Regions from separate parts of the Anas platyrhynchos genome. Here all the other regions are linked to region 2. A link is a contact called in public Hi-C data. All regions are on one chromosome and are shown on one strand. Each heading gives the region's core, a stretch centred on a gene start, on an enhancer-like site or on the middle of the called end of the contact. The rest is flanking DNA. Distances are from core to core; before and after follow the strand shown.

Region 1 (6,665 bases), core at 1,410-3,909, 150 kb after region 2:
CTGACTGCACATTTTTCAGTGCTAAACATTGTACCATTCACAAACGTGGTACTCAGTCCTGTGCACACTGCACAGATCTGCATTCACTGCTGCAGTGAGAGTATTTGCTAGGTGAGCAATAGCCTCCGACAAAGACAGAGGATAGAACTATTAAGTAATGATGAAGCTGTGTCAAGCCTCTACAGAGATGTGCAACAACAGTGTGCTTACACTAACCCTGACTCTCAGCCTGAGAATGCAGTGGTTTCACGTGCCATTTCAAGAAGCACTTTTGCTAAATTTTGAGGCATGATGCAACGGTTTAAAAAGCGGATAATGTATCATGGAGAACATTCTGGCTAACATCCCAGGTCCATTAAAATCGGTGTGGGTTTTTCCTCTGGTTTTGTGCTATATGTTTGTTATTTCTCCTCCTTCACTCTTTTCACTTATACCCGGTTACGATATTCATTAATACATGCCTTTATATCAGGGTTTGTTAAAAGCACTGCATGTCTTTTATTACATACCCAGAACCCAAGTCTGCACCCAATGACAGAAAATTATTTCTGTTTTGAAGAAACAAAAATTACTGATTTTTCCTCACAACCGTTGTTTAATGGACATAGGGTGGGTAAGTGGAAGAGGGTGTTTATTAAGCTCTAAAAGATGGGCTGTACGCCTGAGGCGTATTTTTTTTTTTATGTATGTTGCATGAAATGTGTGACATTCTGTTGGATATGACTTTAAAGCAACTCTATGCCCTGCTGTAGGTTAAACACTAGAACATAAACACCTACATTAAATCTGAAACAGACAATAAAATAAGAAAACACATTTCCATTTTCTGACTGACCTCAATCTCTGAATGAGGACCCCTGCATGTTACATTAGCAGGCTGGGCTCCATTACACTGATGCACGCTCTGCTCAATCTACTGAGATATTGATTTTTTACAGAGCATACACACTGTAAAATCAATATTCCCCTACACATGGCAGTGGCAACAGCATAGCTGAGTCCAACGCCATGGCCTAGCACAGGGGTTGCACGCTTAGGGACCAGGGATAGATGGGGAATGGGAAGGTAGGAAATAATATACCTGTGGCAAAATGACTGGGACAGGGCTGGAGAGCAAACGGCATGATGAAGGTGTGGACGGGGAGGAACACGCTTTGCAAACACCTCGGGAAGGCTCACAGAGGACTTGCGATTTCTGCTTCTGCAGACAAAGGAGCTGAAGAAGAGGAGGAAAAAAATAAGTATTTAAAGGTAAGAGATCCTTCTGGGATTCTCCCTCCCCAAATGTTACATTGGAAAAAATATAAATGTCAACAAAAAAAATGTTTTTCATGTTATTTCCCTTTCAGACACCGACATGCCAGCTAAGGCTTGGCTTCACCAGCATCACTGGGGTCCTGCTTAGACAAAGATGATACAAGGGAGTGTGTGTGGGGAGCGGTGATCCTGTTACGGGGCAGGGCCCTGGCTCCCCATCCCAACACCTCACGGCCACGTAGCCGTGTGTCAGTGTCCCTCTGGGGCTGCTCTGATGCCTTGACACACGCGGGGGCATTTTTATAGCCAAGGCCTACACGGCCGCAAAGCTGGGTGCAGGTGGGTTATCCCCACCGCTGACTGCATCAGCAGCTTTGCCCAAGCCTGGCGGGCGAGCTGATCGATAGGGCAGGTTTTATGTTTAATTAATTTAATTTGGTGTAAACGGAGATGAATGGCGGCAGGGATTACTATTTTTCAGCGCGTATTTATTTAGCCAACTTTGTGCTAAGGCGAACTTTGAAATCCTTCTTAATAGCTGCGGGAAGCGAGAGAGCAAGGTGCCAGAAGCAGCAAACTCTTGGAGAAAATTAAAAAAAAAAAAAAAAAAAAGAGAGAAGAGAGAAGAAATCTCAGAGAAAATAAAATAAAATGAAGAGAGAAGGAATCATCTGCTTCAGAAAACCAATCCACCTGAGCTTTCCTGTCAGACTCGAGAGGGAGAGGAGAGGGTGTTTCGAAGCAGGGGCGTCCATATTTTGGGTTAGGACAGGGTGAAGGAGGACTTTTTTGTATTTTGGGTTTAGGACAGGGTGAAGGAGGACTTTTTTGTATTTTGGATTAGGGCAGGGTGAAGGAGGACCTTTGACACTGGGGTTTAGAGCAGAGTGACAGGACTTTTCACATTTTGGGTTAGGGCAGGGTGAAGGAGGACTTTTTGTATTTTGAGTTAGGACAGGATGAAGAAGGACTTTTTGAATTTTGGGTTAGGGCAGGGTGAAGGAAGACTTTTCAAATTTTGGGTTTAGGGCAGGGTGAAGCAGGACGTTCCGCATTTTGAGATTTGGGCAGGGTGGAGGAGGACCTTTCACATTTTGGGATTAGGGCAGGGTGAAGCAGGACCCTCCACACTTGGCGTCAGGCTGAGGCAGGACCTTCCACCTTTCCCACACCCCGCGGGTTTCGGGCAGGACCCACACTCCCCCGGCGCTCTCCATCTTCTCCCCTGCTCCAACTTTGCCCGAGCTCCGTCCCCATCCCCACGGTGCCCACGGTGCCGACCACCCCCATCTCCCTGACGAGATCCGCGGGCACGCGCGCGGCTCTCCCCCCTCCCCTCCCTTCAGGAGCGGCGCGGCCCCGCCCGGCGGGGAGGGGTGCGGGGGGAGGCGGGGCGGCACCGCCTTCGCCGGGCGGCTTTGGCGCGGAGCGGCGACAGCAGCCGTGACCTCCGACCCCTCCCGGCGCTGGCCAATAAGAGCGCGGCTCGTCCCCGAACCCAAAATTTCCACGTCGGCAAAAGTCAAGATGGAGCGGGGCGGCGCGGGGCCGCGCGGGGCGGCGCGGGGCGCGGGCACCCGCACGGGACGGGACGGGACGGGACCGGCCCGGCTGGGCTCGGCTCGGCTCGGCTGGGCTCGGCTCAGCCGGGCGGAGGGGGGCGGACCTGTTGCGCTCGGCGGCGGGGCTGAGGGAAGCGCTGCGGTAACGGCGGCGGCGGAGGAGGAGAAGGAGGAGGAGGAGGAGGGGGGGGGGGGGGGATGAGGGGTGAGGGAGGCTCGGGGGGCTCAGGGGGCTCGGGGCCGTTGCCGCGGTGCCTCCCCGGCCGTGTCGCTAACCCCTCGCCTCTTGTCGCCCCTTCTCCCCGCAGGCGAGCCGCGAGGCGGGTCTGGTCTCCTGAAGCAAAGTTCTGTGACACTCCGACTCTGGTTACGATAGCAGTCAGTGCACTACAGAACTTTGTCTCCGGGGGCTGCTGCTGCCGCTGCTGCCCCCCCAGCTGGACACGTCACGGCAGGCCCGGCGGAGCGGCCAGCAGAGGTGGGAGCACCGCACAGCCCGGCACCCGCACCCGCACCCACCCCAGCTCGGAATAAAGGCTCTGTGAGGCGCCCCGCCGGCCTCACGCCACGAAGTTGTCTTGGGTTGTGTCTGGGGGGGAAAGGAGAGCTGCCTCAGGGTGGCCGGGGGGTGTCGGAGCGAGGCCAGGCCGGCTCGACGTGGCGTGGGGGGTGTGTGGAGGTGCTGTGCGCCGCGCCTCGGTGTGCTGAGCTGTGAGGGTGCAACAGCAGCACCTGAACCCAGCGCTGGAGCTGGAGGGAAGGCTCCGTGCGCCTAGCAAAAAGCGCTGACATAATGCCCTGCTCTAACTTCAATGCGTTTAAGTTGGCTGTGTGAATGCTGTGGCTTTGCTTGGTGGCACTGAGCTTTTTTTCCTCTTTAGGAACCTTAAAAACCCCAACATGGGTCAGGTAATAGCTACTACCTAAATCCAAGCCTCTGAACCTCTCCAAAAACAGTGTGATTTGCTGTAAGTCAGTACCGTGATACTTGAGCCTCGCTGTTTGGGAGGGGGCGCTTTGGAAGGGCGAGTGAGAATGGCATTTATTAATACACTTGCAAAGTCTTATAAACTTACTTGATGCCTGCATTATAATCAACGTGGACAGGGGCTTTGAGGGCTGAGAAGGGACAGGCCACGATCAGCTTCCTTCCACTTCAGTTGAAGTTGGAGTCTGGCAGCAGCACAATGGAGGCCCATCTCTCTTCAGAAACTTTGCACGGCCTCTTGACGTGTAAGCAGCCACGGAGCTCTTGTGAGGACGTAATCAACCAATGGGCTCTCGACATAATGAGCATAACGTGAAGGCAGGAATTGCTAAAGGTTAGGTAAAGTAAGGTATGGCTTTTTTTTTTTTAATATTAAAAATCAGTATGTACTATGGAGTTTGTCAGTGAGTGAGGCTTTTACAGCATGTTCTGCATTCTTTTGCACTGTGTTCTGTGGTAAGTTAGAGATGCACTGCTTTTATATGTGTATATATATATGCACGTATATGTGTGTGCTTGTCTATGTGTATATACATAAACATCAGGGATCTCATATTCTGTTGGTTTTCTGTAGCTAATCATCCCCTTTGGGCTCATGAGAAACCTAAACCAACTTTTCTTTCCTGCCAATCTGAATGTGGAAGGTACAGCAAGATTATACACTTCATAGAGCTGGGCTGGAAGCTGAAATGCTATTCTAAGTACATGCTTTTTAGCTCAAACTGCTTAATCAGAGGGTAGGTAAAGTGAGGAGCACTTACTGTATGGCAGCCCATGTGACCAGCCAGGGCTATATTTGGATACTGGAGGTCTAAGGAATCCTTTTTGCTAACCATTTTTGGCCAATTGCCTGCCACTTTACGTTGTGCAGTGTGACGTCTGCTAAAAAGGACTTGGAAGCCTGGTGTCTGTTTAATCAGTGCGGTTATAGGGAAACACCTTGCATTGTTGCGGCTGCAGTACCACTATATTTAATTTAGGGGTGGCTGCTGCTTAATAGGCTATATAATGCAAATTACAGCTACCGATCTTTGGACTACTGAATAGCCTTTTGGAGGGCTGTGGACCTTAAATAGTTCTCTTAGATACTCAAATTTAGTGGTTAAAACTCCAGATTCTTATAGTTAAAAGAACCCACAGAATTGAGCATATGCTTGCTCTTTCAGGGTGAGCGTAGCATGTTTGGATTTTAGCTTAGTACAGTGTAACTTTGGCCCGGAATAGAGGAGCCAGCTACTGAAGTCTTTTTCACTGGTCTGGATGTGGCAGCAGATAGCAAATCTGAATCCAGCTGTGGTGGGAAGGAAGAGTTCATCTGCTTTCTCATGTTTCAGCCGGAGACAGTTTTCTGCCTGGTTTATTTCCATGGTGGTCAAGCCGAGTACCTGCAAAGGTGAGGTGAGTAAAGCTTGGCCTTCTGGTGGCCCTTGGCTTCTCCTTGCCACGTGCCTGTGACATGCGGTGCCTCCTGTCCTACAAGTTGTACTGGAATAGTGACCTTTTGGTGGCACTTCTTTGATACAGGCCATCATGTGACCCTAAGGTAGGGCTAAAAGAAGAGCTCCACGCTTCAGATCTTGTGCTTTGTTCTTGCATTGAAATGCGTTGGCCATTCAGAAACATGCACCAAAAGCGCTGTGTCGTGTGGCACGCGTGGGTTTTGTATGCCAGCTCTTGTTGCGTGAGGCTTGTGAAAGGTCGTGAGGCGTGCAGCCGTGACTGGGTTCCTGAGTGGGAGGTGAGTTTTGACTAACCTTTAAGAGTAGTGTCTGATCAAGATGATGTGGGAGCTGGAAACAAACACAGTGATGCTATTTAAAATAAAGTCTGAATGTCAATTTGTGTAGCTGCATTGATACGACTTACTTTCCAATGACTTTTTGGCATCTTTGGTTTTCTGCTAGGTAACACATCGCTGGAAACATACTCTAAACTGCTGCGTTATTTTTTTGGTCCTCTGAAACTCTGAAGTGTCTATTTAATTATGTGCCTCTCCTACTTGGAGGAGCGACAAATGAACATGCTGAGTAAATTACACAAATTTCTAAAACAGTACAAGTCTTTGACTGCTCCTTCAAATAGGAAATCATGCCAGCTTATTTTTCTGCAAGCTGGAGAATAGCAAAGGCGTTTGCTGTCAAATACTTTGAAAGTTGAGGCTGAATGTATCTGGTATGACCCAGATTGCCTGTGTGTATTGATCCAGCTGTGTGTCCATGTTTCAACTCTGTATATACGTGCTGCAGTTTAAATGCTGAACTGAAAATACAGCTTTTTTTTTTATTTCTAAAATGTCTCATCCAGTTTTCTCTTCAAGGTCAGAGTCTCCATACAATCCTGAGATTTACCAATGTATTTGTGTTTTGAGATTTACCAAAATACTATTGGGTGTGATGATGAGACAGCACACATGCTAAACAGCCACAGTTTCTGGCCATTGTGTGACAGGAGGAGACTGAAGAGCACAGGGGAATGCAGACTGAAGGCAAGGTGCACAGCCTGCAGGTACTTAGTCCTGGGATGCTACTGGACATGATACAGTTGAGTGTTCTTGTTTTACCAGCTCAAAGTCAGATCTCTAGAAGGTGAAGTTTTAAGCAAAAATCTAACACTTGTATCTGTAACCTAAAAGTGCTGTAGAAATTGATGAAAAAGGCAAGTCTTGCGCATGTGCTTTCATAGAACTAAGATGCACTGTTTTACTAAAAACAGAAGTAAACTTGCTGACTTAAGCAACTGTGTAATAAACAACTTATAAATAGACCATAAGGTCCAATGAAATACAAAGAAAGTATTGGAAGTGGTGAGCTGACACCAAAAAGCAGTAAGTGATGCTGGGGTATGTATCTGCTGCCTGG
Region 2 (6,462 bases), core at 3,193-5,692:
GTGTGAAGACTTCTATGATGAGCTGTCACAGCTCAATAAAATCTCAGTCAATTAATTTTTTCATTATCTTAGTATTACATCAACAAAAAAGTGAAGCATGCGCGTGTGTATGTATATATAATCTCAGAAAGTAAGGAAATACAGAAATCACCTCTCCGAATCAGAGTCTGCATCGTTTTTCCCTTTTTTTCCCTCCTCATCTTCTATAGGAAAACGTCTGTTCAAAGAGGCAAACTTATGAATTGCATCAGCGACAGAATATTTGGTCTGTCCGCATACACAAGCTTCCATATCTTCTGGGCTTAGCTGAGTCTGTAGGAAGAGGTGAAGCCTACTGTCTGAAAGCAATAATGCATTCTGTAGAATCCTGGAAAAAAAAGAAAAATAAAAGCGAAATGTTTTTATAGAGATACACACACGCATTCTGAAGCATTTTACCAGAACAAATTCTAACTGATGTCGTACTGTTAAGTTTTTATATGAATCCTAAATCAGTTGCAGAAGGTAATGAACATATTAAAATGATTAGGTGTGTGTTACTTGCTTACTACGTTATTTGGAGTTTTAGGTGAGTAAAAACACGAGGCTAATAGTTAAGCACATCTGCTATAAGAATAACTTCAAGGACATTTCTCCCATTTAACCATCTGTTATTACCACATGGATCAATTAATGATTTTTAGGCAGTTGGAGGTATATACTCTTATGAAAATTTGCTCTCTGATTGATAACTGTCTATATACGTTTTAAAATGGCTAAGCTTTTCTTTTTTCTTTGGTGGGGGAAAGAAGTGTGTACAGAGAGAGGACTTCAGACACACGCAGTGCCAGGACTTTGAAGTACCTGTAAACAACAGAGCTGACACTCGCCAAAATCTGTTTACACTTTTACAGATACACACGTTTAAGCTAGAGTGAAAATGCTGATACTGAACGATATTTTAAATGCACCTATAAACTGTTTTCAGGGAACCTTGAATACTATTTCATTTTAGCTATGCTTTTCAAAAGTCCATTTTCATATTTGGTTTATATATATTCCAAGCCAAGTCTTCAAATACATTTAGCACAGAGCATTTAAACACAGTACGAGTGAAGAAAGAACAACACATTCCAGTAACACAAAGTTGTAGAGGTACTTTTACAAGGAGGAGAACTGCAGATCATTATCACTATTTTGAAAAAAATAATGCAACCTTCCTGCAGCATTTATCTACCGAAGGAATTCTTCAATACATATGTCCCAGATTATATAACAAGTGACTTTTTGCTTACGTGTACACGTAATTTTTTTTTATTCGTATGACTAAAAGTCATCAGAGCCTATAACCGTGCCAAATAATTCTCCATGAAAATTACTTAAATATCTTTAAGCAAACCATAACTATTAGAGTCATTATTTACCTATTTCTACCCACTTAGGTTACAAGTAGTTACCCAAAAAAAGTCATCACACCATGCAAGAGGAAACAAGAAATGACATTAATGCAAGAAGTAGTAAAAGCAGTAAGAAATTGTGCATTTGATAGGTACTCCAACTAAAATGAAATGTATAACTGATTAGTTCCTTCTATCAAAAGAGATTAATGAAGTGCTTGGACTGTAACATTTTAAAATACAAATACATTCTGAAATCCGGGCTCTAAAGTAGCCAACATTACAACAACATTTAATTAATATACTAAAAAATGTCTGACTTTATCTAAGCCTATAAAATTCTGTCAAATCAAAATAAATAATAAGAGATAGCTAACTGAAAACGTAGGATATTTCTGTACTCACATTTGCCTAGGAAAACACACACACACTCCCAGCCAAATAATTCAAACTTTGTTATCTTCCAATGAGTCTAATGATCTACCAGGTGCATGTAAAATTCAGTCTCAGAAGGACCAGATTTTGCTAAAACTCAAACACATTTTCATACCCCCATAGTCTTTTTAATCCTATATAAAGTCTCGCAATTTTACTTTAAAATAAATATAGCAAATAGAGTATACCTCCATGAAATCAATGCATGCAGTGTTTAAATACACTGAAAAGCTTCTTAGCAGTCAAAGAAGCAACCAAACGCTAAGTAAAAATGATCCAAAGCACAGAATTTACAAGTCTACACACCTTGACAGCAACAGCCTCATGAATAGTTTGGAAAGTCATCATTCACTGGCCACTAAAAGAGGATCTCAGCCTTGACTCTTGATAAACATAAATTCCCAAAGACGACAAACATTGCGACAAAAAGTAAAAGACAAAATAACCATCCCACACAATAAATCCATGCTTATAGTTTATGCTCTTGCAGGAGTAAATTTTCTCCTCCCTCTCTTCCTCCTCTTAAAAAAAAAAAGAAAAAAAAAGTATAAAAAAATAACATCTTGGAGCTTACTCTGGAGTAACTATGAGTTACCAGTTTTCCCAGGCTTGGGAGCACAGTGAGGGGATGCACATTGCTGCAATTCTAACATTTGCGTGTCTAATACAAAGTAACACAGCAAAAGCCAAGATATTAAATTCTGCCCATGGCATTCAGTTTCACAGATTTTCCTCTTCCTCTACCTTCAAAAGTTTCCTGCCAACCAGCGAAAACACAAGTAACTAACTGCTCATGAGATTACACCACACTTACAGCTTTGTTGCTGCTTGAAACGTATTTTATTTTCTTTATAAAATAATGGGTAATCTTTAAAATTGATTTTAGATGGTTTGAGGCATTACACCAGAGAAGTAATGAGCACTAATGTCAATGATATTGGACACAAATTCATTTTAGCTTTATTTCATGTCCAGTACAATTCTGCTAAGCCTTGAACTGCTAAAGCCCTGTTATTAACTCAGCGGTAACCTAACACAGGGAACAGCAAACAAAAGTGATAAGAGTACAGACTGATCAGGACCTCAAGGCTACCGTCCTTTTTCTGCAGCTATAATTCAATTTCCAATTTTACTTTACATTGGACTCATTATTTCACAGTCATTTTCTTCTCTGCTTCACAGTGCCATCTGGAGGTGGAAAGAGTGAAGGGAAACCGAGGGGATGAAATTCAATGTGCACAAGGCTAATCCCACATGCGCGTTTTGGGGGCGGGCTGGAGGATACCAAACACACAAAGCATTCTGCAACGCATTTAAAGCCCTCCTGCAAGCAAATATACCCACACCTTTCACCCAGTCACATACCCTTGAAACGTTTCTTCCTTCTTTTAATTAAAACATAACTTCTGCTCCCCCCCCTCACCTGAACCAACAGGTTGGATCGCTTTTTAATTGCATCCTTCAAGCGATCAACATGAAAAATAAATGCTGTGCTATCCGTAAGGGTTACATTTTCCTGTTGGAAATGCTCCCGTTGCAAGGAAACGACCACACGTTTGTCACCAGATGCTGTGGTGGCATTAAGTGCTGGTACAGCAGCCGCCCTTCAGGGCCTTTGCTGTCCCAGGGACACGTTGTGGGAGCTGGTGGGAAAAGCAGGTTTGGCTCCAAGGCCTTCAAAATGAGGAAGGCAGGAGAAAAGGCTGAATGCCCTGATGTTACTACTCGGATACACGTGTGTGGTGTGAACTCAACCAGTAGCAGAGTGCTTCTCGAGGAGTTTTACTGCAGCGGGTGTCAGTGCCGAGCCGCAGTTGCAGCGAGTGGCATCGCTTCTCCCCGCAGCCGTGCTGCTGCAGGAGTCACGGCTCCCTCTGCTAACTCCTACAAGCTGCCTGGCCGCGTTCAAGGGAACAGCAGACTTTCTATGCATGCCTAGAATAAGAATGCAAGGCTAAATCCTGCAAGTCTTCATCACATCAGTAGTCATTACTTGTCAGAGATCTCACTCCTCTCTGCCAGATTGCTCACATGCATAATGACTGCTTATGTGATTAAGGGGGCTGCAGGATAAGGCTCTACGTTTGAATTACAGATAATAAAATCATTTTTTATTCGTGGCCATGCGGATCTCTGTTTGTAAGCTTTCAGTAAACGCCCGTGATCTCTAGACCTTTAAAGAAGAAGGGCAGAAAAGGCGACTTTCCGACCCGAAGAAATAACGTCATTTTTGAGGAAACGCCGGGCAGTACACGAGGAGCATTTCTCCTTCCCCATGTTACAGCAGAGCATTTACAAAAGACAAAACATGTGCTTTGTCTTATTTGGACGGGGTCCAAAATCTGGTTTTCTTCAACATGATTTTATTAGGTATATTATACACTGCTCTGCTGGAGGAGAGCAACATATGGCCGAACAGTACAACTTAATCCTAACTAAAGATTTCCTGTATCTACTGTAACCTAATACAATGACAGATGCACACTTGTATGTGTGTGGAAGGTTAACACTCCGATTTTGTTTTCAACAAATTTACTCTGCCCATTTACATCATATCACGAGGGAAAGGGGAAAATAAAACTTGAGAGACAGCAGATCACAGCCTGGGCTGTGGTGCCCTCTATTGAACATCCGCTCAGCCTCTCGCAGCGAGCGCAGGGCTCCGCAGTAAACAAAGCTTCATTTCCTCCTTTTAAAAAGCCTACTGTGTCTCCTCATTCATTTTTTATAACAGAGGAAATGTTACTGATAGCAAGCAACTGTGAAGCAACTGTTTAGGATCTGATAATGAATACATTTAGGAATTAACCGACACATGCCTGCAAAGCATTATTCACTTCAATGGATTTGCTGCCCTCGCCAGAGAGGAAATAGTTTCAAGGTTTTGCTCGGAACAGCTCCACTGGAAAGAGGTGGCCACCATCCACTGGAGGAAATCCTACCTGCCCCACGGCCACCAGTGCTGCCACCTGTTCTGCGCTGACGAAGGAGCCTCTGAGGCCCTGGCAGGCTGGGATCCATCCTCCTCGGAGCCAGTCTCCCACTTTCCACATCTGCCTGTCCCCATGGGGACTTCTCAACACTTACACCAGCTTCTGCTTGTGGGACTGCAGGAAATCTAAATCCCAAAGTTAAACCTGTGCAGCTAAACAGGGCTGAAAGCAAACAAGATCTTACAGAACCCAGCATTATAAGGTAGTTTTAATTTTGACCTCCAGTTTAAGAATAAGCTTTTCCAGTGAATCTATCCTCAAATCCATGAGGATACCTACCAGAAAAAACACACATCATTTTCCTTATTCTTACAAAGTAATTCATAATTGAAAATGGGCTGGCTGGCTTCCGTTAATGCAAATGGGTTTTTGAAATATTAAATTATGCCCAGACAAGAAGTAAGCCTTACAGCTCTTCATCATTCAGAGATAATAACCTATAAGACAAGCAGGTCCAACCCTGTATTTGTGTGGTAAAGCCAAACCAAAACTCAAAACCCACTTCCAGGCTTCACCAAACTCTAAGGCTTTGGTTTAGTTTCCAGCTGTCGGCATGCTCAGCATGAAGAAGCTACAAAAAGGCCCATTCTAAGTGCCTCAGCGTGCTACCTAGTTCTGTGAAGGAGGACAAGAGGACTCTATAGCTGCCTACATACAGGTGATGTGAAGGTGTTCCCAGGATAAAAGACAGGAACTGACACTTCTGGCATGTGGCTACCGTCCTGGCAGAGGCTGCAGCAACCTTCTCACACTGAGCAACGGGCAGGAACAGAAAGGGTTTAAAATCTGAACTCCATTGTCAGGTATGGCTCGGATCCTGATGCTCTCACAGCGTACTGAATATAGCTTGGGTTCCTGTATCACCTTGACAGATACACATAGGTTAGGATCCAATTCCTTCCCTCTGTCACAAAGAAATATCAGCGAAGGCTGTGAGCTTGTGCACGATGACTGCTGCCACTGCTGGGGGGAATGAGGCACTCAGTTTTGTGGTTCTGAGCAATGCAACTGTGTTCTGGCTCCTTTCCTACTCCCTTCCCAATATACCAGGGAGGTCCTGCCTTCCCCTGTCGCTGCCACACCAGAGAACTTGTAGCATCCATACCCGGACTTCATGTAAAATCAAGTCTGTCTTTATGTTTTTATATACACTTCTTTTTTCTTCTGCCTTTGCATAAGCTATATATATACACTCTCTATATAAACTGCCAATATGTAAAGGCAGAAGAAGTGGGATGGTGTCAGCAGTATTAGCTGGAGCAAGTCCAAAATCAGCAGTGATCACATGCAAGATTTAAAGACAATGTGCTCATCAATGAGTTCCACAAGAGAAAGAAATCACAACCTTTGGTTCAGACTTATTAAAAAAAAAAAAAAAAAAAAAGCATCATGGCAGCCTAGTTCAGCCACTAAAAAGATGCCTTCTATAAATAGCAGTACATCAGACATGCCAGCCAGCAGAGGGCAATGGTACGGCACATAATTTGCCAAGCCAATTCATCACAACACAACTGTATCTCTGAAAATTCCTTCCAACTATTCCCCCGGGCTGAGAGAAAAGCCGACACCTTTCCAAATGGCATCCAAGTTCAAACATTTAAATCATCCCCTTACGACAGAGATGCCTCTTTTCTCACTCCTGGACTAAGAGCAGTAAG
Region 3 (6,762 bases), core at 762-3,261, 160 kb after region 2:
AATACCCTGTGGATAATCATACATTATAAGCTGCAAGATAATTATTGTCATGAGCATTTTGTTAGCTGCACAGATACCATGCTTCTCAGTTCATAAATATCTTTTTGGTATAAAACAAATGACTTTACAGGCTTCGGAAGGGATTTGGCTTAACAGAAACTTCCTTGACTGACTCAGAAGAAAGTGCTGAAGGATGTCTGCTCTTCACAGTCTTACCCAAGCCTTACATTTGCTCTTTGGAGATGGTACTTGTGGATGAGTCAGAAGGGCAGTGCCCTCAGATGTCTCTGGATCTGGATCACAAGGATACAAGGGGAGGGACTCTTTGTCAGGGAGTGTAATGATAGGACAAGGAGTAATGGTTTTAAACTAAAAAAGGGTAGATTTAGTTTGGATATTTAGAAGAAATTTTTTACTCTGAGGGTGGTGAGGCACTGGAACAGGCTACCCAGAGAAGCTGTGGATGCCCCATCCCTGGAGGTGCTCAAGGCCAGGCTGGATGGGGCTTTGGGCAACCTGGTCCGGAGGAAGGTGTACCTGCCCATGGCAGGGGGTTGGAACTGGATGGTCTTTAAGGTCCCTTCCAACCCAAACCACTCCATGATTCTATGACTTTTCTTTGCATGTACAGGCTGTTGTGTCTCAGCCCTTGGTCTCTGGAATGGGTGTGAGACAAGGTCTCCTCAGCCCACCAGGCAGTGATTTGGTGTTCTGCACCTCACCATCGTTAGCTGGAGTCAAATCAGCAGGTCTTTTTGGACAGTCTCAAGCAGTTGTTCCAGAGCAGTACTTTCTTATCACACTGTCCTACATTTACTAGCCAGGGATCAAAACCCTGCATTTCTTTTCCACCTGAGCCACCTTGTGGGCCCTCTTCCTATAGCTAAAATGTTATTTTTGAGAGAAAATATATCAATCATGGTGTATATTTCAGAAAACAGTAATGGAAGCTGATAGAGATGAAAGCACATTGGGGTTGGACCCATCACTGCTTGATCACCAGGCTCTTTAACTACTTCTGTGAAAAGAATTGGCCTGGTTATGATGTAGTCCCTAGCAGGCCAGCAGCCTGCATACACACATAAATAAAATAAAATAAAATAAAATAAAATAAAATAAAATAAAATAAAATAAAATAAAATAAAATAAAATAAAATAAAATAAAATAAAATAAAATAAAATAAAATAAAATAAAATAAAATAAATAAAAAAGAGTACCCAGACTGCCCCAGCAGACATGGTGTGCTGGGTTCACACTGGTGGGTGCAAGAAAGTGATGATATGGGTGCAGGAACAGATTATTCTTGATTATTCCAGATTCTGTCAGGAGTCTATTGGGAAATAAATTCACTGAAGTCCCAGAACAGATTTTCTCAACACTGCTCTCACAGCAGGAGGAAATCCGGGAGGTCACTGAATTAGGCTTAATGTTCTCTCCCAGCCTGTGACAGAGAAGCCTTTCCTATCTGTGGAGGTGGGAATCATCTGTTAGGGTGCTGCCCTCTTTATTGTACGAAATGTCTCAAATGGTGCCCCGAGGGCATATATATATACCCAGTGCAGGGTAACCACGCAGTCGGTCCGTATGAAATGGTTTTGCAAGGAACGGAGTGAAGGGAATTGTTTAACAGGGCAGGACTTCTATGCTCATCACAGCCACCTGAGGCATTGTATTTTTTTTTTTTTTTTTTCACAAGCAAAGGGCATTCAGATGCTCTGAATCCTCACATTTCTGAATCACATGTAACACAAGTCGGATGAACAATGCCAGTCCCCAGGAGCCAACGTGTTGTGCCCCTCCCTGGCCACAAACCTCCTCTGACCTGCTAACACCAGATCTCCAGCTCCTTGGGAGAGATGCAGGACAGAAGAGACCTGTTGATGGAGATTTTCCACGTGTGAACAGGCCTGACAGCAGCCAGAGGTGATGGAGATGCTCTGAACAGACACACAGGAGCAGGGAGAGTTTGGCTGCACTCTCAAGGCTGAGGCATCACAAAAACACTCCTGCACTGCGCCTGAAGCACGCCAAGCCCCAGGTTTGGCAGGAGGCGAGGGGTGGGAGCTCCAAAGGTTTATTTATTAAGTTTCTCGATGGGCTGCTCTCTGGGCTGTCGGGCAGGCGGGCGGGGAGCTCTGACAGATGCTGGCCGCGCTGCCACCATGTAGCCATTCCCCATTCATTACTTCAGTGACGGGCAGGAGCAAAGCCTCGCTCAGCCCAGTGCCAAGTGATGCAGGGTTAGTGCTCGGCTTGCTGCACTTCAGTGGCACGTCCTGTGGCTGGGGCAGTTCCAGTCCTGGCTTGAGGAATTTATCAGCACAAAACCAAATGATGGTCGTATTTTTCTGTTTATTTTGCATTTTTCAGGGTCACTGTGCAGATTTCTCAACTTGAACAGGAGAAAGCCTGGCCTCAAACCCTCACCGTGCAGGCAGGGAAATGGGCTCTGGCTGCAAGAAATCCTGGAGCACGGGAAACGTGTCCTTTTGGCTATCAGGATGGGCAGCCCTGTCACTGCCCAGGGTGTAAAACAGCTCTTGGGCATTGCTCCCTGGTCCTGCTGGCTGGATCCATGGGGAAAAGGGACTGCTAGGGCAGCTGGAGAGAAATGAGAGACTGCAGCTCGGATAAGGTGCCAGTTCCTCAGTGTGCTAGCCTGAATACCTATTTATGTGAGCATATGTCATTGCACAAGCATTTCTTTCTGTATCAGAATAAGAAATTCAGTTTTAGATTAAAGGTAAAGCAAAAGTGTTTCCTGGGCTCTGATTTGAGCTTCTGGGCTCCTCCCTCAGCATCTGCTGATAGGGGTAAGCCCTAAAACACAGAATGAGCCACTTTTCTTTAGCTGTCGCATTACCAACACAACGACTAGGTCTCTGACAGCTGCACAGCACACGGAAAATATGGCATTTTAAAAGGTTTCTTTACGAAGCCAAAGCTTCACTTTATATTGGAGTAAACCTGGCATAGCATCGCTGCCTGCCTGTCACTGCTTGCCTGCCCATACCTAAGGGCAGGCTTTGCTCCGTGCCCTAGAAAGATTCGGGTTTCAAATTAATTTGTGCCTTTATGAAAAGAACAACAGCTCACAAATATTCTGGGCCAAACTTGAGATGATTGCCTGATGAGATAATAAGCTGCTAGTGCTCTAACCTGACAGTATCACTACATTGTTATGTTCCCGAACAATACTGCATTGTGGAAACAAAACACACGGGCTGTTATCCGTCAGCCAGCAGTGCGGGAATAAAGTTATTTAACTCTCAGAAGCACAAGGATCAGTATCAGAGGGTATGGAACAGAAATGGACAGCCAGGCCATGATGGTTAATTAATTTTAAATTACTCTCAGTTTATAACTGGCCAGACTTAAACAATGTAAAAGTGACAGCACATGGTGAGTACGATTGGTCTGATTTCCCAAAGTCCAAAAGAGGCATCTTAGGAAGACCACGGCAAGCTAAGGAATGCACACACAAACATTCGCTTTTAAAAGCAGTTCTTATTTATCTACTTATTTATTTTGCTCGTGTTGCTGGCTAAAATAAAAAGGCTCTGTGCAATTACAGCACACGGTCTGTGTTCCTAAGGCTCAGACCTCAGCCTTTTAAATTGTAGCAATCTGGGACTGTTTCAATCTGGGACTGGTTTTGGGAAATGCACATTTAATTTGCATTTCTCCTTTTGGATTTGCACAGATACCATTTGGCCCAGGCACTGCTGAAGCCGCTGGCTCAGGCCCATACATTTTTCTCGACATGTTCACGCACAGCTGGGTCAGGCGGACTTTTACCAGAGCAGCTTTTACTTTTTAAATCAGGAAAAGGCGCAGCAACAGGAACACGACCCCTCCAGAGCGAGCTCCGTGCGTGCCCACCTCTAAAGCTCGGGATGCGCAGAGCTGGACCCGGGCGCGGCCAGGGACGCGCAGTACTTACTTACCGCTAATTACTGCCTAATTACCAAGGGGTAACGCGAGGGGGGCAGACACGGAGCAGCCGCGCGGGGCGGGGGCAGGCGCAGGGTTTGCGCCGGGCGTTGCGCGGTCGCGCAGCGCCCCCTGCCGCCCGCCCACCGCCCTGCGCGCCCGCGCAGCGCCCACCCGCGCCCCCGGCAGCCAAGGGGGGCAAAGCCCACCCCGGGCTGTGTCCAGCTTGAGGTTTTTTTTTTGGGGTGGGAAGCGGAAAGGTGAGAGCTGGCCCGCAGCGCAGCTCGCCGTGGGGGCGCGCAGGGAGGTCCCGTGCGCTGCTTGAGTGGTCCGGGTGGTGGGGATGGAAAGGGACCGACCCCATGCACCTACATAATAAAAGGGATGCTCCCTATCACGTCTGCATCAAAAGGCTACGGGGAGTGCCCTTGGGTTGTCACTGCACCCAGTGCTGGTCTGCAGCCTGGTTCCTGCAAGGTCAGAGGGGCAGCTCTTCCACACAGGCAAATAAATGACACGCTTACTGTACAAAACATCCCTCACTGCACAATCCCATCTCATCTGAGACCATGCCAGATTTTGGTAAGTGAAATGCGCCAGCCCTACCTAGCATACAGCCCGGTCTCTGCCAAGGTACCTGCCCCTCCATGGCCTGCTGCCTTATAAATCATGTTTTCTTATGTATTTATTTATTTATTTCTGCATTGCAAGGGTGTACTGCAGATTTATAAAACATTTAAGAGCCGGTGGTTAATGTTTCATCTGTTCATGAATATCCCGAGGGACCAAAGTATTGTTTAATCTTCTACTAAACTAACCATGATTTATACAAAAGTTGTCTGAAGTGTTTTTCTTTTATTAGCAACACCATCGTGTGTCAAGAGCAGAACCTAGATTTATCTACTGTTCGTGCTGCTCGTATAATACACAATGCTGTGTGCATTGAGTAAGGAATAAAAAAAAAGTAAATATTGCTCCTGCTGAGTGAGGATCTATGGATAGATGGCTTCATCTCCGAGGGGGTTTGGACACAGACCAACATACCCCAGCCACAGCAGTTAATAAAGCCCTGAGTGTGCTAAAGGTCTGAAGCACTCCTTGCCTCTGAAGTGGCTTAGCAAGTCAAAATGAAAGGCTGTGGAAACAAAACAAAACAAAACATACAAAAAAAAAAGTTTTGGTTGTCCCTTCTGGCTGCCAGAGCGCTTGGGCTTGTCCATGCAGCTCAGGTTGGAGATCCTAAATGGGGAACACTAAAAAACAGCTCCTTTTGGGAACCTGGTTTAGAAAGCAGTATTTAAACTGGCCATCTGTACTGACAAATTTGAGCAATTGTAAAAGTTTCAGACAGGACTCTAAAAATGACATGACCTACAGACACGTATTTTATTACCTCTCACTGACCCCATTTCCCAAAAGTTATGGGAGGAAACCTCCTTCCTCCAAAACCTGTGAGCTCTGAACACCACATTCCCTTTTGCATTACACCCTGTGCCCAGACATCCGCAGGCCCGGCAGAGCCCCAGGGCAGCCCCACACCTGGAGCATCACAGGTGTCCCTCCACAACAAGCCCCACATCCCTGTCTGAGCTTAGCTGGCTCCATACTCTGTGCCTGAACAAGAAAAAAGGGGAAAAAATTGGGATTCAACAACCACAGCTAGGGCAAAGCTTAGAGACAGCAAAGGCGGTGATAAATATTTTTATTTTGCCACTTCTCAAGGGACATGTTAAAGAAGGAAGTATGTTTATTATTGCTAATCAGAAACTACAATGTGACTCAGGGGCTGGGGTTGAAAGTGCATATAAATAATTTAGTGTAGAATATATTATAGGGATGCGGCGTAATTATCAAAAGCAAAACAAAGAAATGAAGAAAAAGCCATTCCGGCTCTTGAATTATATTTGGTCAGATAATGTTCTTCTTTTTCCTTGTGTTTATATATATATATATATTACAAACAAAAAGAGAATTATTTGGTTTGCACCTCTGCACTTTCTATTCTCAAGCCTGTCTTGAAAATCTCAAACTTTCCTGCCCAGAGAAGACAAGAGATGTGGAAAAATAAATGCTACTGTGCTGAGAAATCAATTTTCTCTATAAACACAAGCTCAACTAATAAGCCACAGGAAGTTCAGAATTCAGGTTACATTTTATCAAGTGCTGAGACACAATAAGCATGGTAAAAATTCAGAATGGTGCTAGTCTGCCCAAGCAAAAGGGCTTGCCTTAGAGTTACTGAGTAGTAAGTACAGGACTGGAAAGTGAGGATTTCAGTGTTTCTGACCACATTGGACGTAAAAATTCACTTTGTTTTCTTTCATACGTTAGCAGAGGGAAGAGGCAGATATTGTCCTGAGCAAAGCTTATACCTGAGTAAAACTTACGTACTTGGGTCCTACCTGATTTAAATACACACTCATTCATTCCCCATTTGAAAGCAATGCTAACCCTTGGTATCAGTCGGTGCAATTCAAATTGCAAAATTCAAAATCAGTGATTGCAATTCTCGCTGACATCAAGAAGTGCAAAGGTGGGCCAGCCTTCGGTTTCAAGGCTCCTTTCATCAATACTCCTGAGGCTGTGCCACCTGGAGAGTGGCCTGGGAGAAGGACGGATGAAACCACAAAGAGAGGAGAGACATGGACAGAAGGCTCTGCGATTGTTACCCAATGGACCAGTTGGTATCAGTAGAGGAATGGGCATTTTGTATGAAATATTTCCCTTGTTGGGAATGGAAGGATACTGCGGAGCCACCAGCACATCAGACTTTCTGTGGCTTCACAGTATGGTAACTCCGTGAGTTTTCTTGCTGTGACACCAACTCT
Region 4 (6,659 bases), core at 3,453-5,952, 160 kb before region 2:
ACCTGAGATTAAGGTTTTATATTCTTTGTAACCAGGTATCTGTATTATCTTTTTGTTCAGACTTCTATAGACTGCAGATGGTTTAATTGGGATTCATGTTGCTCTTGAGGCCCATTCAAAGAATAGTAATGATAGAGTAAAAGCTTCTGGGTTGGAATATTGTCTGTATAGTATAATGGTTGCACTGAATCCTTAAATTAGTTTACTAGTCTGTTACATCAACATTCATTTCATCTTCTCACTTAGCTTCGTGCCAGAGCAGTAAGTGGTGTATTAGTAAGTAGCAAAAAACCAAAGTTTTCAAAACAGTGACACGCTCTTAATTTTAATTTGAGGTATCTGAATTGTTTCTTTAAAAACAATTATTTCTAAGTTCGTGTAGTGTTGCTAAGTGGGACATTTTCAATGGATAATATAGTCCACAGGCTCTTTCTGTGCCATTTGTCATATGCAATTTAATGACCACTTAACTAAGCCACTTCCCTCATTTCATGTATTGTTTGTTTTTTTGGCTGATGTCTAGCAAAACTTGCTTAATCACTTTTGTCAGGCTCTTCATGACTTCCATGTAGCAGCTTAAAATCTTTTGTTTCTTTCTCTAGGAGAGATTTATTGCCAAGATTCCAGTAGTATACGTGAGCACTGCTCCTTTCAGCAATTTCCCACTTTAGTCTAGAAATACAGTTTGTATATTTAACCAGTGTACTTTGAGATAAAATACAAATTTTAAACAGGCTGATCTGGAACATTATAAACTTCAGTGTCAGGGTATTATTCAACCTTTAAGGATTTGGGGTGTAACGTGTGCCCCAAGGGAAATGTTATGAGATCTTAACTTCTGTTTAGAGTTTTCTCGCTGGTGAGTCAGGCTCAGGTACCTCTCAACTTTCAGACCAGATCTATCACCACAAGTCCATACGGCAGTGGAAGGTGAAATTGTTTTTGCAGCTTTCTAGTTTATGAGTTTGCATCATAAGAGAAGGTTTTGCTACCTTTATTTTTATTTTAGTCTATTTATTTATTTATTTATTTATTTATTTATTTATTTGCATGGGCTTTCTTTAAGCCACACTTCCTGCAGTATTTTATGGATAGTAGGATGGAACCTTTTAAATCACCAACTTCTGTTTGTACTGTGAAGGAAGAAAACATTTAATTTAAGACCGGTGCTTAGCCCTTCATGAAAAGAAAATAAAAAAGTGTGTGTGTGTCTGCTTGCCTGCATGTTCTTAGGAGAAAAAAAAAAAAAAGAAAAAAAAAGAAAAAAGCCTGGGCCAACATGAAAGTGAGCCATCAACAAGGCTTCATCGCAGTTACGCACAGGGAGAGCTGAGTACACTAAGCACCTCATAGGACCCTAGAGAACTCTCCACCAGGCCAGATATGCCAGCAGCAAATCATTATAGCTCGAGCTGTAATGAAACTCCATTAACCCTTAAGCTCCACTTGACTATTTATAACCGAAAAACTTATCTACAGTCAAAATAATAGCTTATAGTGTCATCTCAGTAGGACCATTAATTCAGAAATCCTACAGCCTTTTGCTTTTCTCATCAGAAGAGCAGCGTAGCAGGAAGCAGATGTTGCTTATCAGAGATATCTGTGTATTTTGTATTTTCCATGTTTGTTCCAAAGTAATTTCTATCTTACTAATCATTCCATTTTTGAATGGGGTCACTGTTTTAATAATGCTTCATTTGTAACTCAATATATGTGTGTGTGCAATTTCAGCTGTTACAATTTATTGAACTGCTGTTAGGATTGATCTTAAAATATTTACCTCATAGGAAAAAAATTAAATTTGGATCCCACAATACTCTTACTTGGTATTGCTTTGGAAGATATTATTTCTTTAAACTATTATAATTCATTTTGTTTCATATTTATCTCACTAAGCCTAAACAAATTTCAAACAAAAGTACATTAGTCATCTGTCAGACATATGAGATCTGCTGTAGAATTTTCTGTGGGCCTAAAGCAATAGTAGACTTCGTCCATAGAAAGAGATTGTGTATTAGATCTATAGTATTCCCTTCACAATTGGGGAAATTATTATTTAAAATAAGTTGTCTGTAAGTTTCTTAGAGTTTAGTCTTGCGATGCTGAAAGAATCCCAGCTGATTCCTGTATGTCAACATCATGATATTAGATATCAGTTACAAAGACGAGATTTTTATATATGTGACAAATACAGGATGGAGAGGTCAGCTATTTTTAGTATGTGTTGTAGAGAATTGTGGCCATGATTAAGAAATTTTCTTGAGCATGCCAGGCCTTTTTAAAATTTAACTTCTATCCTTGCCTAACTCTGTCTGTGAATGCCTCTAACAAAAAGATATAATGTTTTAATTTTCAGTTGAAATGATAACAACTGTATATAAGAGAGAGCATCCATAAGGAGTTGCATACAAAACTCTATTGCATTTATATCAGACTAAAGGTTAATATTGCATATTGTTTTCAATTAGGAGTACAATAGATTTGGCTGGTGGGTAGGAGAAATGAAGGGAACCATTGGCTTGGTGCCTAAAGCCTACATAATGGAGATGTATGATATTTGAGAGGCCTGGGTAAGTACATTTTAATCCAATCTTCTGTAATGGCTTATATGTTCCCTTGTTCTCTGTTTCATAAGTATTTCTTTCCTGGAACCTTTGTAGAGTCCTGTTAACATAAAGATTATGGCAAAATATATTGAAGGTTCAATTAAAGCACTTCTGGGATTCTGTATGAAATATTAAACCACAGTGTACAAAAGATGATGTATTTTATAACTACAGTTCTCTTCCAGATATGTATGTATATGTATGTATATGTATCTATATGTATGTATATGTATATTGGGTGAAACAAAGTTGGTGTGCTTTCTAGTTAGTTTTGCTACTTCAGTAATATGTACGTATCTGTGCAGAAATCTGTGGAAGGGGATAAGTATTTGGACTGAGTTTTATACGTGTGTTTTAGTTTTTTTGTTAATGATATGCTTTCAACTTCCCTTTCCCTAATCAGGCGAAATCTGCACTTGAAATCAAGAGTGGTGTACAGCTGCAGTTTACAGACCCGACCTCTGGAAGAAGATTGTGCCGTACACATTTTGTGGTTTCAGCAAACGTAGTCAGATCATTGCCTCGTATATATTAAACATTAAAAACTGTAATTGATTATAATTCCACGGAAATGTTCTTCTTAGTCACTTTTTATAGAATTGTAATGCTAGGAAATGAAATCCATGGTAATTCACATATGGAGCACAAGCAGTCAAATAGTGCCTGTTGCTCTTTTCTTAAGCATAATAGCAGCACTCTGTATTGCTATACATTTGTGTTCTTTCAGGGAGTTTGGCTGTGTTTACCTGTTACTCAGATTTAAAAAAATTAAGCTGGACTTCAAAAGTAGAAAACTATTGCACAGTTCGTACATGAATTAACTGTTTCATGTAGTAGTTCACTGTACATTTTTTTGCAGTTTTTATGAAAATCAAAGGAAATTTCTGTGTACTATTTTAAGTCTTCAAAGTATTCTGCTTCCAAGTGTGTTTTTTGTTTGGTTGTTTTTTGGTTTTGTTTTGTTTCAGTTTCAGCCAATGATTTATTTTTTTCTATATTTAGCTTTGTTAATGTTAATGACTGTTACGGTACTACAAAATGAAGGCTTGGCTCTTTTGCTGATGTAAATCTGTCTACGTGGGGTAATACTGTGCTGATAGCATTGTGACTTGGAGGTATGAATTTTGTGAAAATTTGGCAAAGATAATGTATTAAAGACAACAGTTTTTGGTAAGCCAACATGAGATAAAAAGTAGATGAGTGATTTTGTGGGTGGTGAAATGCTATTTTTTTTATCTCTACCTTGCTTGTACTTTCCACAGAGTAAAATCTGCATACCCTGTTGTGTGGAATTTCTGATGCAAGTTGTTCAACAGACATCTTCAGCTCTGAGTTAAAAAGGGCTGTGCCTGCATTCTTAGTGTCAGGACTTTGTGGCTATGAGCATCAGTTGAAACATTAAAAAAAAAAAGTAGATAAATATTTTCACTTGTGAACAAGGAGTTGGACAAGGTAGAGTTAATTAAACCTCTCCTTTTGGAGATGTGTTCGACTAGTAGCATGGAAGATCAGCTTTTTTTGAATCCTCCCCCAGACTTGATTTGTGGGCCCCTTAATCTGCCAAGGAGGCAGGTCAGGCCAGTCTGAGGCTTGCTGAGCCTGTGCAGGTCCCCCTGTAGCTGCTTGTGCTGTTTATGCTTCAGGCAGGCCCTGGGAACACTGTGGGTTAAAGGGTAACGTTAGCCTAAACTCAGGGCTAGGTCCTTTTAATAAGCTCAGGTGCTGTGCTTGTTTTAGGTCATTTCTGGTACTTCCTAGTACACTGGATCCTAACAGGAATCAACGAAGGTACAGAGTTTTGGTATATATTTTTAAAAAAGAGATACTCATTGCGATTTATTCTGGACGTTATCAGTGACGCATTCAAAGGATAGATTAGAGTCTTCAGCTCTCGTGCTACTTTATCAAGTCTACTTGGGGCTTGTGCACAGAAGGTAAGGCCTTAATGCCACAGCCATAAACCCCCTTCTCCCTCGTTAACACCCCACACCTCTGCGCCCCGAGCTGCTTTTCCTTTTCCCGGCGCCCCAAATTCCCGCACCGCCTAGCTTTTGGGGGTGAACCCTCCTTCATCGGCCGAGGCGAACGCGGTCCGTGGGCAGGTGTGCTTGGAAAAGGCAAAAAGGGGCTGGGAGAGGGGGCGGCTGCTGCGCGCATCCCTGCGCCGCGCATCCCCGCGCATCCCTGCGCATCCCTGCGCATCCCTGCGCTGCGCGCCCGCGGCGGCAGGTGGCAGCAACTTTTCGCCGGCACCGGGAGGAGCCCGGCTCGGCCCCGGCCCCCTTCCCCCTCCCCTCGTCCCCGCCGCCGCTTTTTGCCTTTTTTCCAGGAGAGGGAGTCCTTCGCCAACGGATGGGCACCCGGCCCGCCGAGCTCCCTCCTCCCGGCTGGCGGCAGCGGGAGGAATAAAGTGCCTTTTGTCTGCGGAGCGGCTCGGGGGTTCTGCCCCCCTTCTCGGGCATGGGGGGGGGGAGGTAAACGAGCTGCCTTAAAACCCGAGACCTAACAGAAAGCTGCTCGGAAAGTCACCGCGAGTGTCTCGAATAAAGCAGCGGTGGAGCGCGGGCGGGTTGTTTGCTTTAAATCCGTGCAGCCGCCGTAACCTTTTTTGGCTAAGAAAACCTTCGCTGGTGCTACTTAAACAAATCTCGGTGTTAGAAAATGCTAATCGCTTCATTTTCATTGTTTGCTTAGGTTGCGCTCGCCTTTCTGTGAACAGCCAGGCAGCTAATTTTTTAAAAAGGTGGTTGTGAGTCATATTTTGTACAGCGTTTTACTTGATTATTTGCTCTGTTCTGAATTTGTACTATACTGCCATTAGATCTTACAATAATGTTCTACTCTGCAAATTTTTAAGGTTCAAATAAAGTTTAATTGTTTGCAAACTGTTATGATGCTAATAATTCAACAGCCTGCTGTGTTACTAATGAAATTACTTTGTTATGATTAATTTGGAAAATAGTGTGTTGATTGTAGTAATTAAGCACAACAAGGTGAAGTAAATGATTCTAATGCCATCTGGCCTCCAGACTGAATGAAGAAATGAAATGGGGCTGTCATTTGAATTTATTCAGAGAAGTAAGGGTAATACAAATGCTTTTTATAGCAGAGGCGCCCAGATATAACCACGCCACTCCGGTACTTTTTCATGTACTTCTACATACAGATAACTGGTTCACATATTTGACCAGCACCTAGTTAGGATTTACCTCTTTGTACGTACTGCCACCAATTACATGTTCCAGTAGTAGTGTATGCACCAGCTCTTCCATCAGCGAGATCAGTTGATGTGCATCAGCTTACTTTTATTCTCCCCTCTTCATGATAAAAACTTTTGTTGACTGGAATTAAGCTGAATGTGAATACTAATTAAGATCCCATTCTATATTTAAAGCCAGATGCATGAACTTTGTTTGTTTTTGCTTTGCAGTTTGCGAGCGATGCAGAATTAGGAGGAGGATAAAGAATAACCCTTTAGAACCTGATCCAAAAACTGCTGGAACTGAAGAACTGTTGAATTCAGTTTCTCTAGGATCAGGCTCCCCAAACAGTAGCTCAAAACCAGGCCCTACAGTTTTCAAAATGTCTTTTGCGAAATACTTTGTCCTCTTTCTTAAAAGGACGCAATTATTTCCATAACCTGAACTAAATAAAAGAGATGCACTGAATTTTCTGTAGCGAAAAGATGGAAATTCATTTTTTTCTATTACAGGTAAAGAAAAATGAAGTTGTGGGTGTAAATGAGAATCCTGGTTTGATAAAGCTCACTGGGATCTGTAGGAAAGCTGTAAAATATTAAAACATGGGATGAAAGTACCCAGGTAGATGACAAAGGCGTACACTTCAGCTGCATGAGCCATTTGATGTTTCTCTCATCTCCTTCCCTCAAGTTGATGAAAAATTTATTAATATGGAAACTGGGGGAATAAGTGTATGCATAGAAACCTTGTAAACAACTTTCCACTTTACATAGCACAATGTACTGATAAACTGTAAAACCTTCACTTACCAGGGTTTCTCTGGGGCTGACATCTCTCAGACAGATGTCTGTTT

Evidence for each region. A called contact is a pair of places that touch in the nucleus more often than the background predicts.
Region 1: a contact with region 2 is called in a Hi-C map of skeletal muscle, with 2.7 times the contacts expected there. The contact joins two enhancer-like sites. A contact is called at or near these places in 4 of 8 Hi-C or Micro-C datasets (F1 follicle, skeletal muscle and subcutaneous adipose tissue).
Region 3: a Hi-C map of F5 follicle shows a contact between it and region 2, with 4 times the contacts expected there. The contact joins two enhancer-like sites. A contact is called at or near these places in 6 of 8 Hi-C or Micro-C datasets (F1 follicle, F5 follicle, liver and 3 more).
Region 4: a contact with region 2 is called in a Hi-C map of small yellow follicle, with 5 times the contacts expected there. The contact joins two enhancer-like sites. A contact is called at or near these places in 6 of 8 Hi-C or Micro-C datasets (F5 follicle, liver, skeletal muscle and 2 more).

What each region holds. Positions count from the first base shown.
Region 1 is chr2:125,028,777-125,035,441 of IASCAAS_PekinDuck_T2T, forward strand. No RefSeq gene overlaps it. Among named protein-coding and RNA genes, the nearest start is that of CBX3, 88 kb to the left of the region's middle. Within about 2 kb of position 2,660, at least 7 of the 8 cell types and tissues checked have an H3K27ac peak or open chromatin away from gene starts, as enhancers often do. A contact at or near this core is called in F1 follicle and subcutaneous adipose tissue, where this site is marked.
Region 2 is chr2:124,881,294-124,887,755 of IASCAAS_PekinDuck_T2T, forward strand. SNX10 (sorting nexin 10) reads right to left here. Exons shown (of 7, transcript XM_027450965.3): 6 at 152-367. Among named protein-coding and RNA genes, the nearest start is that of SNX10, 31 kb to the right of the region's middle. Within about 2 kb of position 4,443, at least 5 of the 8 cell types and tissues checked have an H3K27ac peak or open chromatin away from gene starts, as enhancers often do. A contact at or near this core is called in F1 follicle and subcutaneous adipose tissue, where this site is marked.
Region 3 is chr2:125,047,555-125,054,316 of IASCAAS_PekinDuck_T2T, forward strand. No RefSeq gene overlaps it. Among named protein-coding and RNA genes, the nearest start is that of CBX3, 110 kb to the left of the region's middle. Within about 2 kb of position 2,012, at least 1 of the 8 cell types and tissues checked has an H3K27ac peak or open chromatin away from gene starts, as enhancers often do.
Region 4 is chr2:124,719,584-124,726,242 of IASCAAS_PekinDuck_T2T, forward strand. SKAP2 (src kinase associated phosphoprotein 2) reads left to right here. Exons shown (of 13, transcript XM_027450966.3): 12 at 2,469-2,570; 13 at 3,010-5,497. The coding sequence ends at 2,561. Among named protein-coding and RNA genes, the nearest start is that of SKAP2, 110 kb to the left of the region's middle. Within about 2 kb of position 4,703, at least 1 of the 8 cell types and tissues checked has an H3K27ac peak or open chromatin away from gene starts, as enhancers often do.